Linked DNA regions of Mus musculus: region 2 is linked to region 1. A link is a contact called in public promoter capture Hi-C data. All regions are on one chromosome and are shown on one strand. The core of a region is the stretch at or near the end of the contact, and the rest is flanking DNA. Distances in the headings are between cores, read along the strand shown. Region 1 holds the start of Coro1b (coronin, actin binding protein 1B). Region 2 holds the start of Aldh3b3 (aldehyde dehydrogenase 3 family, member B3).

What was found. Promoter capture Hi-C pulls out the DNA fragments that hold promoters and counts their contacts.
Region 2: a promoter capture Hi-C map of hippocampal neurons shows a contact between it and region 1, with 3 times the contacts expected there. A contact is called at or near these places in 1 of 39 promoter capture datasets (hippocampal neurons), 1 of 130 datasets of targeted methods (embryonic stem cells) and 2 of 9 other capture datasets (adipose tissue and liver).

Annotation. Positions count from the first base shown.
Region 1 is chr19:4,147,282-4,149,945 of GRCm38.p6, reverse strand. It overlaps Coro1b (coronin, actin binding protein 1B), which reads right to left and starts at 1,292. Exons shown (of 11, transcript NM_011778.3): 1 at 1,210-1,292; 2 at 402-604; 3 at 1-83. The coding sequence starts at 602.
Region 2 is chr19:3,957,436-3,960,099 of GRCm38.p6, reverse strand. Aldh3b3 (aldehyde dehydrogenase 3 family, member B3) reads right to left here and starts at 1,292. Exons shown (of 10, transcript NM_028545.2): 1 at 1,187-1,292. The coding sequence starts at 1,224.

The DNA.
Region 1 (2,664 bases), core at 43-2,542:
TCATTGTGGGGACACCAGTCAATATCCAGAACAGGCCCCGTGTGCCCACACACTGTCGGGTAGGCCTTGTCAATGCGGCCCGTCTGTAGTCATGAAGAGCAGTCAGAGAAGAACCCAAAGTCCCGACCTCCATTCCTCCCAGTATCTATGGGCCCTCCAAGGTGCAAGAATAATGTGACTGCCCTGGTTCCTGGTGGCCCAGATGTGTCTGCTCCACCCAGCATATGAGGAAATGCCTGCTGCAGCCTCTTATCCACACTTGGTGGCAATAAACACTTTTTCTACTTCCATCAACAATCCATCAGTAGCCACGGGCCAAGAAGTGGCACAAACTGCCCTGCCCACAGGTGTGACCAGAGTGTCCTCAGATGTCCTCTCCACCCTGACCCGCTGAGGCCCACCTTGTTTAGAGGAAGCACCATAAAGGCGCCTCCACCACTGGCTTCCACAATCACTGCCAGGAACTTGGGGTTGACTGCGCAGAAGGTGCTGTCCCAGGTAACTCGGGACACTCGAATGTCCTCATAGCACTGGTCATTCTTGACCGGCTGACCGAATACATGCCGGAATTTGCTCTGCCGCACAACTTTTCGGAAGGACATGTCTGTGAGGGCAGAGACACCTGAATCAGCTCTGCTCTCCAAAGAGACACACAGAGCATGTCACCAGGAAATTGGTCCAGCGTTAGCTGGGAGTCTCTATTTCCCCAGTTATAGAAAGGGCTCATAGGTGCAGACCAACACTCTCTGCCTCCCCATCCCCTCCCTGGCTAGGGGTCTGAGTGTGTGTGTGCTGCTGAAAGGGAGACAGAATTTAGATCTTCTGTAGGTCCCAGATGGTTCCAAGGCGCTTTCCACACCCAGAGTTTGAAGGCTGGGTGATGGGGAGAAGAGGCAGCAAAAGGGGTTGGTTGGTCTAGCAAGGCCGCAGCTCAGTCCCGGGGACTGTGCAAAGAGCTGCAGAAGTCGGGCCTAGGGACCCTGGCTGAACAGGGGTCGAGGATACTGCCAGGTCCTCAAAGTGGCCTTGGAGCACGGTCCAAGTGAACCAGGAACCCAACTTCCAAAGATCCCAGCCCAGAAAGGGAGAGAGGGGCGGCTGGGGGGTGGGAGGGAGTCGGGAATGAAGGTGGGGCGAGGCGCTCTTCCGGCTCGCGCCCCCTGCCCCAGGCCCACGTCTGCGCCCCTAGTCCGTCCCTGCCGCTCTCACCGCTCACCGCTCACCGCTCTCCGCTCCCCAGGGGCGCCGGGGACTGCGGCGGCGACCTCGGGCGGCTCCGGATCCCGGCCTCTGGGAAGCAGGAAGCGGGAATCAGGAAGTGATAGCCGAGGGAGGCGGGGGCGGGGCAAGGTCACGCGCAGAAGGCGGGGCTTTAGGATGTCCCGCCCACGGGGCAAGGCCTAGTCGCCAGGCCCTGGGCTGCTTGTTGAAAGGGGCGGGCCTGCTTGGAGCCGCGGGTACAGACTGTGCGAGTCTCTTGAGGTGGGGTGAAGCCTGCCCTCTGATTTCCCTACCCAGTTCTACCCAAAAGTATTCTCTCGCTCCGCCTCCAATGTTTTCACGTGTTTTTTGTTTTGTGTTTGAGACAGGTTGTTACTCTGCATACTTGCTGGCCTGGAACTAGCAAAGAACTTACAGATATCTGTGCAAGGATTAAAGGCATGTGCCACCACACCCTGCCATAGGTATGGGTTTTAAAGTTGGGGGGTTCCTGATGTCAGATATGTACATTGAAGAGGTGAAAGGCAATCTCTTACATCTTGATGGACTCCTGTGGCTCCTGCTCTGGCTTAGAGAAAATCGAAGTAGAGGATGACAGTGGATCCCATGCATAATGCATGTCCTTTCTCTCCTCCATCCCATCAGAGCCTGGATTTGCCTCCTCATATTTGCCCTATCTCCTCTCATCCTGGAGGACGTAGGTGTCCCTGTTAGGACCCACTGTAGTAAGAGAACACTATTCCTCTGTGTCTACCTCCAGTAACCAGTGGTGATACGAGGCCGTCTTTCCCAGAAAGGGAAGAGGGACGTGGGAAGAGGCAGGGCAGAGGTAAAGGTGCTTTGTTTAGCCTTCATGAGGCCCCAACTGTGTGTGGGAGGCTAAGTGGACTTGTGTCCCACCTCAGTGGTCACTATACTCTGAAGAAACAGGCCTAGAGAGGACAGGTGCTTGATTGAGACCTCCCAGCTGGGATTCAGCCCAACTTTGTTATTTCCAATGTCTTGGGATTTCTCACTGTTTGTAAAACCTGGAGCTAGGGAGGCAGGAGTGTGGCTTGACTTGGGTAGCAGATGTTCACAGGGAAGCCCATATGATGCCAGGTGGCTACAGTTCTAAGTACCACCCCCACCCCCCACATCACCCCACTTCAAATAAAATCCATAGTTCCATGTTCCTATGTCAGAATTCCTGTCTGACCCCAGGGCACCCAGCACTGTCCCCTCTCAGCACGTGTCCCAGTGACAGCAAACCTCAGTTCCCACCTCAGGCTAACACATCCTGCTCCCTTCTTCCTTCTGGAAGCTCTTCCTAGCCTTGGGAAGGCTTCATCCCTCAATGACCCCAGGCCTCAAGTGTCACTTCCCCTGTGGGTCTTTCTGAGCTCTCCTCTCACCCAGTTCTTCCTGTTCCTGGTTCCCATTAATCGTTCTTAGTCCCAGATG
Region 2 (2,664 bases), core at 43-2,542, 190 kb after region 1:
AATTTTTTACCCCAATAAGCCCATATAAGAAACCACAGAACCCAGTTATTATATTTATAAGCTATATGCCTAGATTGGGCTGATCTATCACTATACTCATCTATTCCCCAGCTATTTGCAGCTTTGCCAGGCCCGGTGGATCTGCTCCATCTTCCTTTCACCTCCTCTCTCTCCCTCTCTCTCTCCCTCTCCCTCCCTCCTGCTTTCTCCTCTCCCTCTGAGACCTCCAGACCCACCTTTCCCTTCCACTGCCCAGTCATTGGCTGTAGCCTTTTTTTGACCAGTCAGCACGGGGAAAAGGCCCTGTGACATCACCTGAGTGATCTACTGCAACCCCTCTTGAGGAAGCAGAGCTAACACCACATACTAACAGCACCAGGGCAACCCACAGCAGCTGCTTCTTGCACACTAGGCTAGCAGTCTGTGCTAAGATGCACCCCCAGCCTCATTTTTGTTTGTTTGGTTGTTTGTTTGTTTGGTTGGTTGGTTTTTCGAGACAGGGTTTCTCTGTATAGCCCTGGCTGTCCTGGAACTCACTTTGTAGACCAGGCTGGCCTCGAACTCAGAAATCTGCCTGCCTCTGCCTCCCGAGTGCTGGGATTAAAGTCGTGCGCCACCACGCCTGTCTTTGTTTGCTTTTTTGATACAGAATTTAATACATAACTGAATTCTTGAGTCCAGGATCCTCCTGCCTCAGTTTCTACAATGCTAGGATTACAGGTTTGTGCTACTCTGCCCTACTCTGGACTGTGGCTTTTTAAACTTGAAACCAGAAACTCAGCTCTGGGCTGGTCTCCAAAGAAGTCCCTTTCTTTTTAACAACCTGGTCACAGTTCAACCAGGTCCCCATAGACCCACAAAGCTGCCTCATGTCATCTGGAACTCCACCAGGACAGACAGGGCTTGCCCCACCCCCAGCAAGCTGGGTGCTTCCAGGAACCTATCTTCTCACAGGGTTGTGAAGCTCAGAAGAACAAGGAAGATCAAGACCACCACCCACTCCCCCTGGCCCCACCTCTGCCATGAGCCTCCTGGTCCACCTATCACTCTGAAGTTCTAGGCTCCTTAGTGGTCTCAACCCCTGGGCTCTTGGCCCTTCCCCTGACCTATGACCTCCCCATCCGATTTCTGTCAGCCATTGGCCCTGCTCTCTGGTTCTAAGGCTCCTCTCAGCAGGTGTACCTACCCCTGATCTGCTCGTGGGTGTTTGCCTTTGGTGGACATTCTGGCTCCAGATGTACAGCTCCTCTCCTATCCCGCTGGCTCCTGCTCTGCCTCTGCCTCTGCCTCTGCCAATCACTCTAAGTGTCCTTGGACCACACTCCTACACCCACACCTAATGGCATGGTGATTCTGTCCTCGCAGGGCAGCTGCTTTGAAACCTCACGCCCTTCCTCTGCCAACTCTTCCCTGACTCCACTGAAGGGAACTGGATTGACAGGATGGGCAGGCTTCCAAGGCATGGAGGGCAGCTGGGAAGCAAGCTGGAAGGAAAAATGTCTTGGTGCAAATCTCACCAGAGCTCCACCAGCAATCCTATCTCCTCCAGAAAGCCCCCACGGGCTAAGTCACCATCTGCCCTCACACACATGCACAACCAGGCTGGCCCTGTCTGGCTAACCAAGAAAACTACATTTCCAACTTCCTATGATCAAATGGCACACACAGGGCAGAAGAAGGGGCCCTGACAGTTTTAGAGGAGACCTGGTAGGCATACAGTTGGGGGAGAGGGGCCGGTGGGGGGCACTTACGAAGGTGGATGTCACTTATATCTTTTTTTTTTAAAGATTTGTTTATTTATTATATGTAAGTACACTGTAGCTGTCTTCAGACACACCAGAAGAGGGAGTCAGATCTCATTACAGATGGTTGTGAGCCACCATGTGGTTGCTGGGATTTGAACTCTGGACCTTCGGAAGAGCAGTCGGGTGCTCTTACCCACTGAGCCATCTCACCAGCCCGTCACTTATATCTTTATTTCCTATTTCTATGTGGAGCCACGTTGAGTTATTTAACCTCCCTGAGTGTAACCATGATTGTCTCTGACTCTCCTGGGAGTGAGAAGACAGCTCACAGCTTCCGGCACAAGCCAGTGTGTCTGGGGCCGCAGCACTGGAGGCTCCTAGTGTTTCTGTACTTCACCAAGTACCTCCTAGGGTCTGTGAAGCAGGAGACTGAGATCAGCCCTGCCACTGTCTCTCACTGGTGACCAGACCCTATGCCCCACCCCTCCCTGACCCAGACATCAAACACACACCCAGTTCAGGGTTGAAGAGAGGGTGTCTTTGCCAGTGGGTGTCTGGCATAACCTCTCCTTGTGGTTGGAGCTCAGCCATTAGGAGCCACAGCACAGTACAAAGCTCTGGCCCACGAATCTTTGCTAGTGTCAGAGCTCAGTGTCCATGGGCCCAGGAAGGGAGCACAGTAGGAACGGGGACAGGGACACAGGATGGCTTATACAGGGTGGCCTTGCCTGAGAGCATCAGGTGGGTCCCAAAGATGACTTCCCACCCTCAGTTGCAAAGCTACACTGTGTGTGGGCTACAGGCTGTGTGAAACCTAACTCACTAGTTACATTTTAAAGAAAACTTAAACCAGAGAGGACCCCACACAGTCATGACCCTGAGAGCAATGGGCAGAGTGTGAAATCAAACCATTAGGGAG